2 separate regions of the Danio rerio genome follow, and region 1 is linked to region 2. A link is a contact called in public HiChIP or PLAC-seq data. All regions are on one chromosome and are shown on one strand. Each heading gives the region's core, a stretch centred on a gene start, on an enhancer-like site or on the middle of the called end of the contact. The rest is flanking DNA. Distances are from core to core; before and after follow the strand shown.

The links. HiChIP or PLAC-seq counts read pairs in DNA pulled down with a chosen protein or histone mark.
Region 1: a contact with region 2 is called in an H3K4me3 HiChIP or PLAC-seq map of gastrula embryo, with 4 times the contacts expected there. The contact joins the promoter of m17 here to the promoter of arpc5lb in region 2. A contact is called at or near these places in 2 of 4 datasets of contacts at active chromatin or transcription factors (embryo and gastrula embryo).

Annotation. Positions count from the first base shown.
Region 1 is chr5:32,772,050-32,775,242 of GRCz12tu, reverse strand. m17 (IL-6 subfamily cytokine M17) reads left to right here and starts at 1,529. Exons shown (of 3, transcript NM_001079833.1): 1 at 1,529-1,569; 2 at 1,832-1,983. The coding sequence starts at 1,533.
Region 2 is chr5:32,688,286-32,691,577 of GRCz12tu, reverse strand. It overlaps arpc5lb (actin related protein 2/3 complex, subunit 5-like, b), which reads left to right and starts at 1,586. Exons shown (of 4, transcript NM_001128686.2): 1 at 1,586-1,805. The coding sequence starts at 1,666. zmat5 (zinc finger, matrin-type 5) reads right to left here and starts at 11. Exons shown (of 5, transcript NM_001003771.1): 1 at 1-11.

The sequences.
Region 1 (3,193 bases), core at 280-2,779, 84 kb before region 2:
ACGAGAGCTTTGTCTCTCTTTTGTTTGTTGCATGGCACACAAAAAAATTTGAGGTGAGTTTAGACTAAGTTCTAAATAGGTAATTATGAGAAATACACGAAGGAGACCGGGGGATTTCCTCAAACTCTCAAGTAAAGCACTTCCTGTGGTTTAGAGGTTAAGAGAAATTATCTTTGATCTTCCTGACCCAAATATAAAACCCAGTCCTGTCTGCGTAAATGCTGCTGATTTAGCGCAGACACACTTCCAAAGAGTTGGCTGAAGTCGATAAAGATCAGATAGAGGTGTCTTGGGTACCGTTTTCAAGGCTTGGCTGTCACATCCACATCCTCAACCCTGGATGTTAAAACAGCAATAAATAAAATAAAATACAGGGAAATTGACCACACTCTGCATAAAAGAGCAAATGGTATACTACTAGTATATGCTCATTTTTTCTTCACTCTAATAGTGCACATTTTTGGTAAGGATCGTGGAAAGTACCAGGTACTGAGCTACTATTACCTGTGTTTTGCTGAGAAGACACCGATTTCCCCTGTGGCACAGCTTACCACATCAGTGTCACGCTTGTGCATGAAAAGACAAACGCCTTACCCAAGAAAGTACATTTATTTGTCTAAGCCTACGGATGTATTTTTACAAATGTGGCTGTGAGATCAGCCTTTCTTTGGTACACTATGGTAAATATGTGCTAAGCGCAAGCTTTCGGCTCTGGGGTTTCCCTTGCAGTCATAAAGGGTCAAAATAAAGCTTAGCTCAGTTTTTGTCCACTTAAGTCATCCTGCATGCAACATGCAATGACATCACACAGAAGCTGGACAAGAGCACAGCAAGATCTGTCATTTTCCTTCCTTGTCCGATAGGTGACTGAAATTCCCAATGTTGTGTCTTTTTTTTTTGCGTCAAAAGATTAAAAAGTTGCTGAAAATCTAGAATTGAGAAACTACCTTCCTTATGACGGTGCAAGACCACTTCCTGATGAACCAATGGGCATAAAGTTCAGAGTAAGGGTGGAAAGAGTGCTGTGGTGGATGATAGATCCTTTTTAATTTGAATAGCTTTGTGTGGCATTGTGAAATTCAGGGCAATGTTAACGAATGATGATAAACAAAATGTATACTTGAACATCTTGCTAATACTAATGGTGTTAAATAAAACACCAAAAATTCACCAAAATTCTTCATTTTAGATATTTAGATTTTAGAAATGATCAAATCAATTGTATTTTGATATCAGACGGCAATTAGCTACAAAGAGACACCATTGCTCAACCCACCCATAGTCAAGCATTCACACAAACCTGGGCGGCAACAAAAGGAGGAGGGAACATTACACATAGTACATGTGATAATGAAGACGCAAAAAGAAAAAAAAATATTCTGGGAACTCTTGTTGCCTCAGAAAGCCGGCCGCGTCATTTCCTTCCAATGACAAATGTGTGGTTTCAGTCTTTAAAAACTTTTTCAGAGTTGTGATCATGACCAGTTTGAAACGTTGTCTGTGAACGGAGAATGAACTGTCATGTCAGGAACATGCTCTGCCTGTCTCAGAGATTGCAAGTCAAATTCAGTAAGTATTACCGCCACACTGCACACTCAACAATACGCTCATAGTCATGCTCAACTATTGTCAAACATGGATAGACTGTTGATATTAATTCATTTGATCAATAACTCAAAACACATATGCACATTGATTTACTTGTGTTGATTATATGTGCATTAAAGGATTTTAGTGAATTCGAAACTAAAGGCATGAATGGCTGCGCTTTAAAATATGAATACTTTTTAACTTGAGCTTAGCTAATTTCTGAATGTTTTTTTTATTACAGGAGCATACTTCGCTATCATAATCTTGATTGCCGTTCAGTTAGTGCAACCAACAATGTCATGCAAGAACGAAAACTGCAGCCAGCGTCTTCACCGAAGTCTGAAGCTCAACAAGTTTACAAACAAGATGACAGTGAAGCTCTTGGACATATATGTAAGTGCTTTTTCTATAGTTACTTTTTGCAAATGGGGTTCACGTCAGTGGTCTTAAATCAGTCGTGATTGGTACATGAAAGGAGAAATGCTCTGACAATATAATCCTAATATGGTCAACAGATGCATGGGTGGTTTCCACATCCAATAAGGCGACTCCTTCCATTGATAAAATTGGGTTGTTTTGAGAGTGGGTGGGAGTAGGTGGGAACTGTAAATTTAGCTCTTTGGCTGTATATGTACTGTCCTGACTAGACAAGGTTTTGAAATGAGTCGCACAAAGGCATAGCTCAATGTAAATATGGTTCATGTGTGGGTCATGCAGAAAATAGTCATGACGATGAATCAATGGAATCAATGACAAAGTGGGTTTGTAATAAAACTGATTGATACAAAGCAATATAATAATATATTAAAAATATAATTCTTATAATTTTTTGTGAAGAATCAGAATTTCTTCATTATTATAGATGTTGTAACACTGTCTAAATAAAAAAAAGAGTGACATTTTTAAATGCATAAACAATTGTGTAGTTAGGTTAAGCTCTAAGCATGTTTTGATTTCGAGTTCTGAATACAAATTTATTTTAAAAGCCTTATGCCATGTCCTAACCACCTGCGATGGGACACTGTGATGCGATATAAGCTATCTTTTACACATTAATTGGAGTTTACATATTAATTGGAGTCCTAACTATCAATAGCAACGTCATGCAAAATTTGTATTATAGAAATGATTTGCATTTATGTGATATTGTGGCATAAACTACTATGACACTGATGGCCTCAGGTACTGATTATAGTGCTTTATTCAGCATTAAAAGTTACTACTATGACTTTAAGTGTCAATTTACATGACATTTATTGCCATAGTGAAAGCGACAGCAGATAGTTTACCTCAGATCTAGAAAATAAAATTTAAACATGAATGTTGGAACTTTGACTGATATTTGCAAACAAATATCAGCCACTCAGCATGTACTGGAACATTAACACTACATTAACACTAACCGGAAATTCAAATCGTTTCCAATACGATGTTTGACGGTTACCAAATTAGTAAAATAAATTACCAAGCTACCAAATAGTGCCTTCCATGTGTATAACCGCATTTACCATCAGGAGGTGGCAAAATGACTAACGTAGGAGAATTTTGTTCGCAAAATCTAATATGAATACAGTAATCCAACATCAGTGCCTGATAGCGTCGC
Region 2 (3,292 bases), core at 337-2,836:
TAGATCAATATGGCGGTGAAAACACGCTGACTGCGCAGACGCAGAATTAAGTGACGTACAGCGGCCTCTAGCGGACAAATACATTTACACACCTTTACCTTACCTGCCTAGTTAACACCTTTTCAAGAAACTTTACATTTGAGACTGACTGAAGTCGTTTGAAAAAGGAACATTTTGTTGTATAGCCTGCTACACAGTGTTATGAAGTATAAATGAATAAATTAATTAATAAATTAATTAATACATGTATGTGGAAATAATCTCCATAAAGGGGAAATGTTAAAAAGATCAATTCTTTCCTAAAGGGATAGTTCATAAAAAAAGAAAATTTCTCCACCATTTACTCACACTCAAGTGGTTCTTAGCTGTATTTCATTGAACACAAAACATGAATTCTGAAGAACGTTTGAAGATGGCAGCCATAGACAAACTGCAGCAGGAACAAAAATACTATGGAAGCTGCTGCTTTCCAACACTCCTCAAAATATCTTCTTTTGTGAACTCAAACTCATTTGGAACAAGTGGAGGTAAAATGAGTAAATGATGACAGAATTTTAGCTTTGGGTGAACAATCCCTTTAATAATAAACATACATAGTGTTGCAATTGCATTTAAAAGATTACCCTAAAACTTTGATTATCCTAAAACATTCATCACAAATTCACAGAATAAAACACAGAGACTATTTTTTCAGTAAAAGCAGTTATACAATTACTAACTTACATTGTTATTCATGTTTTGAATGAGTAGCATTAAATGAAAAAAAAAAAGATTTATAAAGTCCGACATTATTTTTATATTATTGCTTTAAAGAGACGGTTAAATGAATGAATGAATAAATGAACAAACAAATGAATGTTTATTTGGCACTTTTACAGAAGGCTATATTGTTATACAACCAGAGTATGGAGCCAGATCGGTCCATGTGCAAAATAAAATACAAAACCCAACTTATTACTACACAAATTCAATTTGTGAGTTCAAAGCAAGATTCCTAAATACACAAATTTAATTCGTAAATTGAAAACATGATTTTTAAATAAACAAATCTAATCCATCTGGCAAAATGTTTTTCATTTTTACTTGTGAATTCAAAAACTGTGTGTTGCATTTATGAATTTTGTTTTGAAATTACAAATTTAATTTTGTAAATGTGAATTGTGCTGTGCATGTCTGAATTTTATTTTGTGAATGCGTTATTTTTGAGACTGGTCTAGCTCCATACAAAAGTATTTTACAATTTTAAGGGATGAAATGACAGATTCGTCAAATAAGGTTCATAAAGGATTGCTTGATTTTGGATGATAAGGTAAACTGACTTAAGTTTGTGGCCTCCTGACCGAAATTTAATTGTGTGTACTGTTTCTTTAACAGTAGAGCCCTTCACAGACTCCCACTCAGCAGGTGGCAGTAGTACTCAAGCTTTGCCATCGCACCTTTCATAATAAATATGCGGCTCTGCATCGGTACACTGGAACAGCTCATGTGCTCGTGAGTGCCAGAATAACACACTGAACACACAGCTGCCTTTGATTAATCTAGTCTTCCGTCTGTGGATGTACTCAGTGTGGTGTCCCTGACGCAGACGAGAGCAGCAGAGGCTGAAATCCCGCCCCGGAGCAGAGACAGACGGCACGGGACCGCGGCGGACTGACACTGGCCCCGATGGCCAAGAACACGCTGTCTTCGCGCTTTAGGAAGGTGGACATTGATGAATTCGACGAGAATAAATTCGTGGACGATCACGATGAGGCTGCCGACCAGCAAGGACCGGATGCGCTGGAAGTCGACAACCTTCTCAGGCAATATCCTTCACCGTGAGAGCGGCGGTAACAGGGATTGAGCTGCGATCGCGAGCCCCGGGTGACATGAGCGCGCGCCCCGCTCCGTACAGTATCTCAGCTTGATGACGTGATGGTTGCGCTGCTTTGTTTACAAAAGTTAAAAGCGCATTGTTTTGTAAAAGCGCCTCAATGCTGAAGTTTATAAGCTGCTATATGATTTCCACAAAATATTATTAAGTAATGGTATTTTCAATTATATTTTATAAATGATATTTGTAGAATTAAACAATCGGCGTCTTAACATATTACATTTAGCGTTAATATCCCTAATTTGATGTTATGTAGCGGGACATTGCATTTTGCAATTTTATTTGATTCAATAAGTTACTTATTCAAAATTTGGTCACATGTGATCATAACTTTTATGAAACTTGGCCATGATAACTTTACTTGAGATCTATAAATGATTGTTGTTGCAAGGTTTTGCGAGCAATGAAATCTGTTTAAAAATAAATGTAAAGGGATATTTCGCCCAAAAAATAGATATTTACTCACCCAAGGTCATTTATGATGTAGGTTACTTTCAATCTTCAGATTTTCAGCTGATACTGTGGCCACTGGTCTTTCATAAAATAGTCATCTGCACTTTGAGAGTCAAACGATATACAGGTAATGCAACATTAATATAGCTGGTCGTGCTGATACATTGAACACAACTTAAATATTATACAGCTGAATTGATCCAGTTTAACTTTGTGTAAATCTTGTCCAGTTTTTTTAACAGTCTAATATATTCAGTTTATAAGCCCTCAACATCGTATCAGGAGCCACAGGGATTTATTTTTTCTTGTATATATATATTCTAATACCGGCGACGCAGTGGCGCAGTAGGTAGTGCTGTCGCCTTACAGCAAGAAGGTCACTGGTTTGAGCCTCGGCTCAGTTGGCGTTTCAGTGTGGAGTTTGCATGTTCTCCCTGTGTTCGCATGGGTTTCCTCCGGGTGCTCCGGTTTCCCTCACAGTCCAAAGACATGTGGTACAGGTGAATTGGGTAGGTTAAATTGTCCGTAGTGCACGAGTGTGTGTGTGAATGTGTGTGTGGATGTTTCCCAGAGATAGGTTGCGGCTGGCATAAATGGGCATAAATGTGCTGGATAAGTTGGTGGTTCATTCCGCTGTGGCGACCCAGGATTAATAAAGGGACTAAGCCGACAAGAAAATGAATTAATATTCTAATACCACTTAATGTATGCTAGGCATGGGCCAGTGTAAGATTCTGGTGGTAAATAAAAAAAAAATCCTACACATACCTTAAGATCGGTATAGCAGAAAATTTTACTTTTGCAAACCGCGATTATACAAAAATGGTCATCATCCCATGCCTAACTGGCCATTGGTGATTCATAAAATAGTCACCAGCACTTTGAGAGTCAGAAAATATAAAGGTGATATAACATTAATAAAGCTCATCCTGGTAATGGATTGAGCACAACTGAACTATACAGTTG